2 separate regions of the Mus musculus genome follow, and region 2 is linked to region 1. A link is a contact called in public HiChIP or PLAC-seq data. All regions are on one chromosome and are shown on one strand. The core of a region is the stretch at or near the end of the contact, and the rest is flanking DNA. Distances in the headings are between cores, read along the strand shown.

The links. HiChIP or PLAC-seq counts read pairs in DNA pulled down with a chosen protein or histone mark.
Region 2: an HNF4G HiChIP or PLAC-seq map of pancreatic cancer cells shows a contact between it and region 1. The contact joins two enhancer-like sites. A contact is called at or near these places in 1 of 484 Hi-C or Micro-C datasets (nephron progenitors) and 8 of 115 datasets of contacts at active chromatin or transcription factors (T-cell acute lymphoblastic leukemia, bone marrow-derived macrophages, differentiating embryonic stem cells and 5 more).

Annotation. Positions count from the first base shown.
Region 1 is chr11:88,234,232-88,236,774 of GRCm38.p6, reverse strand. The region is part of intron 1 of Gm38534 (a long non-coding RNA gene); the gene reads right to left. Among named protein-coding and RNA genes, the nearest start is that of Gm38534, 4.5 kb to the right of the region's middle. Within about 2 kb of position 1,279, at least 249 of the 459 cell types and tissues checked have an H3K27ac peak or open chromatin away from gene starts, as enhancers often do. A contact at or near this core is called in pancreatic cancer cells, where this site is marked.
Region 2 is chr11:88,569,514-88,572,056 of GRCm38.p6, reverse strand. The region is part of intron 6 of Msi2 (musashi RNA-binding protein 2); the gene reads left to right. Among named protein-coding and RNA genes, the nearest start is that of 0610039H22Rik, 48 kb to the left of the region's middle. Within about 2 kb of position 1,261, at least 26 of the 459 cell types and tissues checked have an H3K27ac peak or open chromatin away from gene starts, as enhancers often do. A contact at or near this core is called in pancreatic cancer cells, where this site is marked.

The DNA.
Region 1 (2,543 bases), core at 30-2,529:
ATAAAATGGGCAGATTGGATTTGCTGAGCCCAGAGTTACCAGCACGTGGGTCCTGAAAAGGTGGGCAGGAGAGTCAGAGGGAAGTGTGACTATGGAAGAAGACCCAAGTGGTGTATATGAGAAGAGTCTGGCTTGCCCTTACAGGATTTGGAAGTGGAAAGAAAGTGAGGCCACAAGTCAAGGGATGCTAGAAGCTTAAAAGGACAAAGAAATTGATTGTCCCTTAGAACATATAGTGGGCCTGTCAACACCCTGATTTTAGCCCAGTGAGAAAGAACCCTTCCTCACCTCTAACCTACAAAGCCATTAAGATAATACATGTCTGCTGTTCAAGCCACAAAGTTGGAAGTAATTTGTTTTTGTGGTGCTTGGTGTTCGGAATCTAGGTTGTTCTGCACACGTGGTAGGCAAGTGCTCTACTTCTGAGCTACCTCCCCAGTCTTGAAGGCAAGGTTCTTGTTTACAGGAGCAGTTGGACAGTAACTTTGGAGGGACTTCTATGTCTCTGTCTCAGATGTATTCACAGCCACATGAAACCTGATTCTAGCTATGGAAGTGCTCGACCCATGCTTACTTAACGAAATTAGGAAATTACGTAGGCTCAACAGCCCTGCTAACAAACAAAAGAAAGTCTAGCATTAGCCTGTACTGACAGCCTGGTGCTCCAAGCGCCTTTGTTCTTCACAGCCTCTGCTCTCGCTATATAAATAAAGCCAGAGGACAAGGCTTCCTTCTGTGTTCCAAGCAATTTGCTTATGCGAGTGGGATTCCCGGGTCAAGAATGATGCGAGGTGTTTTTATGGTCCTTCACCCACTTAGCCAGCTTACTTTTCAGAGTCTGAGCCCGTGAGCTCATTCGTGATTCATGCAAGCTGGCGTCTCACTTTCTGACGAGCTCGGGCCCATGCGGGTTAGGGGGTGGATCAGAGAGCCTCATGCACAGCCCGTCCCTGAGCCCTGAACTTGTCCCTGCTCCATAGAAACTCTAAAGTTCTAACCCCTCAGACTTGAGGGAGGCGTCCGGCGTCCCTCAAAGAGCAAAGGTCCGGGTCACCATGCTGGTGGGGCAGGACGGACTTCGTGGTCACAAGGAAGGTTCCTTAGGGACAATACTGATGCAAGAGGGAGCAACCTGACACACCCCTAGTTAATTTTATCAGGGACTGCATCGAGAGCTTTTTTTTTTTTTTTTTTTTTTAAGAATCGCAAGAGACGGTCCAGTCTGCCTGTGTTGAGGAAGCTGTAACTTTCCAGTGCTCCTAAATAGTGAGCCTGGGAATTGCTGTGACTGACCCAGGGGGAGGAGCTGGTCTGACCCAGGGGGAGGAGCTGGTCTGACCCAGGGGGAGGAGCTGGTCTGACCCAGGGGGAGGAGCTGGTCTGACCCAGGGGGAGGAGCTGGTCTGACCCAGGGGGAGGAGCTGGTCTGACCCAGAGGGAGGAGCTGGTCTGACCCAGGGGGAGGAGCTGGTCTGACCCAGGGGGAGGAGCTGGTTTATTTAAAGACCTGACTTTATTTTTTTTCCTTCCTTTCCTTAGCAGTTTTAGCTTTCTTTTTTGTTTCTCTCTGTTTTAGTTGGAGTTTGGGTTTCTTGTTTGTTTGGGGCTTTTGTTTTTAATGAGTCCCTTGTTGACTGGGCTAATAAGAACATTCCAGAAGTGAGGATAAGATGGCTAATTTCTTTCCACCTGCTTCTAATCTATAGAGAACAAACCAACCCAAGGCTTTACCCTCCCTGAGGGCTTCTCAGTTTCAGGGAAAACGAAACATCCCCGTGACAACTTGGCTCCCCTGTCTGTCTCTCAGGAGCCTCGCAGTGCAGATGTTGGGAGACACTGCTCAAAACAGTGGACAGGTGGGTCTGTGGGAGTGGGGGTAACAGGCTCTTAAAAGGTCTGCAAGCAAAGGCTTCGGGGAGACTGGGCATCACTGTGCCAGGCTCTATCATGAATGACATCTAATGACCTGCCCTTGGCCTTTTTTCTTCCTTCCTTCCTTCCTTCCTTACTTCCTTCCTTCCTTCCTTCTTTCCTCCCTCCCTCCCTCCCTCCCTCCCTTCCTCCTTTCCTCCCTTCCTTCCTTTGGTTTCTACTCTGCCTCAGCTTGACATGATAAAATAGGGCGTATGAAACTGAGCTCTGTGGACAGAAGACCGTCCCTGAACAGTCTGGGACTCGGGCATGTCTGTTAACCACCAGGCTCTGCTAGTGAGCATCCGATCAGGAGAATTCTGGAATTCAGAAATCTTTACCAGTTCTTGGTACTAACCTCAAACGTCCCTTGTGACTTGGGGCCTTTGGTTCTAGGGGTTCAAGTTTTCCCTCTGGGAAATGCCCAAAACAGTCCCCGTTCCCTAGGGAGTGAGTACGGGGTATGTCAAAGGAAGACAGAAGAGCCAATATTATAAATCACCCCTCAAGTGGCTGCCTAAACAGAGCCAGTCAGACCCCGGACAGCTCCCTTTCCCTGCCCTCCACACACACCCTGACAGCATCCCACAGGCCTCCTGCCTCCCTGTGAGGCCTCAGGCGACTTCACAGCC
Region 2 (2,543 bases), core at 12-2,511, 340 kb before region 1:
AGATGAATTAACCAACACCATCAGTTTGGTGAAATGGCACGTAGAGGACGGACCATAGGCAGTGTTCAGTCTCCTGGGCCTTAAGTATGCACACTAACTTACTAGTCAACAGTTGGATATTAAATAGTAATACTATTTAACATTAGTATTTTGCTAGTGCATACAGTTCAAAATTGTAATGTATGCCAGGCAGTTTCTTTTGTGTTTTTATGTACCTGATCAGGTGCTTGTGTGCATGTGTGAAGGCCAGAGGTTGATATTGAATATATACCTCAGTTTTCACTTTACTTTGGGTGTCTAGCATTTGCATCTTTATACATTGGTTGTATGTGCATAGGCATATGTATGCATGTGTGCATGTGGAGACCAGAGATTAAAGTCATGTGCCTTGCTCTGTCTTCAACACTTCTCTTACTTATCCTGGAGCTTGCTGATTCGTTGGAGGGACAGGTCTCCTTAGATCTTCCTGTATCTCTTGGGAGCTGGGATTGTAGGCATGTACTACTACACCAGCTTTTTTGTATGGGTGCTGGGAATCCAGACTGGGGGTCCTTCTCTGTTTGTGAGGCAAGCAAGCCCCTGGCTGACTTAGCTGTCAACGTAGCCCATACCAGATTTTTAAAACATCAACTGTCTCCCTCTGCCCCACCCATGTTTTTCTTCTGTGGTGCTGGGTACTGAACCCAGGGTCTTGAATATGCCAGGCAGGTGCTTCACCACTGAGCTACACCTCTAGGCCTGTAACAGCCGTGTTTAATTGCATGTCTTCTATGTGCTTAGGTACTTAGCTGATTGCTTGTATTGATCTATAAATATGTAATTCTTGCAGCACCCCTTCAAGGTAGGTGTTCTTGGGCCCGTCATCACAGCTGAGGGAAGTGAGCAAGGCTCTGAGCAGGTATGTACATGCTCAGTGTATCAGCCCTGCCAAAAGGCAGAAGATGATCTCAGCTCTGGGCTAATGAGCTCCGAATCCATCTCATTCTCCAGTCGACATTGTCATTGTTAATCCTGCTTGTGGCCCAGACTGATGTCATGGAAAAATGTGCCCAAGCAAGATGTGGCAGTAGGAGATAAATCACAGTCATCGTTTACCATTTAAGCCCTCCTCCCCATTTTAATTTGGATATTACTTTTCAAAGATTAGGAAATGTCATTCTGGCAAGGTGTTATTTTTGGCAGTGCATTGACAGAGTGGATGAGTCAGCCAGCCATGGACATCTAATTGGTTGTAGGGTACCACGTGCTCCTTTTCTTGGCCAGAAACTGATTATTGTTCTCCATTCTGGTGACACATCTGGAGACCCTGGCCAATAGTTCTGGTCACTTGTATAGGCGGCTCCCACAAGACACCAGGAGATCCACCTCATTGTGGTCTCTGGACCAGAGGATACTGTGCTGTAAGCAGCTCACATATGTGAGTTTGCAGCCCATTGTGAGAATGAAGCTAATACAGTGGTGGGTTTTTAAATTGTATTTATTATTATTATTATTAGAAATAGAATCTCATGTAGATCAGATTATTGTCTAGTTTTGGCCTTGAACTCTTAATCTTCCTTTCCTAGACCTTCTAAGTGCTAGGTCCACAGGCATACCACCACCATGCTTGTTTCAACCTGTGATCTGTTGCAAAATAAAAACCTGGGGTGAATCAAAAGAATGAATGGTTTTCAGAAGTGGCTAAACACACGAAATTTGAAACCCAGCAGGTTTTTGAAGGGCAGACCCTTTTCATCGACTTTGTTTTTAACCTGGCCCAAACCTTTTCATTGTGAAATTCTGTGCAATGTAGAACGGGCGTCAGCTTGTTGTCTGTTCTGAGTATTGCAGATCTTTTCTAGCTCTAGAGTCATATCCTCTTGGCTGAGGCCCCCACAAGTGATTTCCCATGGTTGAGATATCTTCCTTATGGCTCTCTGGCACTAGCTCCCTTTATGTCTGGTCAGGATTCCCTACTTGCCCAAGATCAAGGCAGGATCTGTCATATAGGAGTCCCCTGCCCTCCTTGATTTCCTGTCAGTCAACCCAGTTTCCCCAGGCTAGAAGTCAACCCCAGAGTCTTGACATCTACCCCAACAGGGTCTCTTTTACCCTCCGCTGCCTTCCCTTCCCCACCAAATTAGCTCTTCGTTGGCGGTTGGTCCTGAAGCCAAACCATCAAAAAACGCAACAAAGATATGCGGTGTGGTCTTTTCCACTTTTTCTCTTGCAGTAGTTACAATATTATTAAAAATCCATTAAATTTTAATGTACCCTATAAAATATGTGCTCTCGTGAAAGCAAGCACAGATAATTATTTCTGACGAACAAACCAAGAAGACAAGTATGTATGAAGTTCATGCTACAGCATTCAATTTTTATTATATACATCTCCTGCAAGGGTAATCGCTGTGATGTTCCAGCCAGTCGTGGAGGGCTAGTTCTTGGAAACCCTTCAGGGGCATTGTGAACCCTGATCTTTCCAGGGTGTTCTCTGAGCTCATTATTCAGGGAGGAGAAGAACCCTGTGTAGTGGCTGCCTTCTGTTAAACTGTTGAAACCAA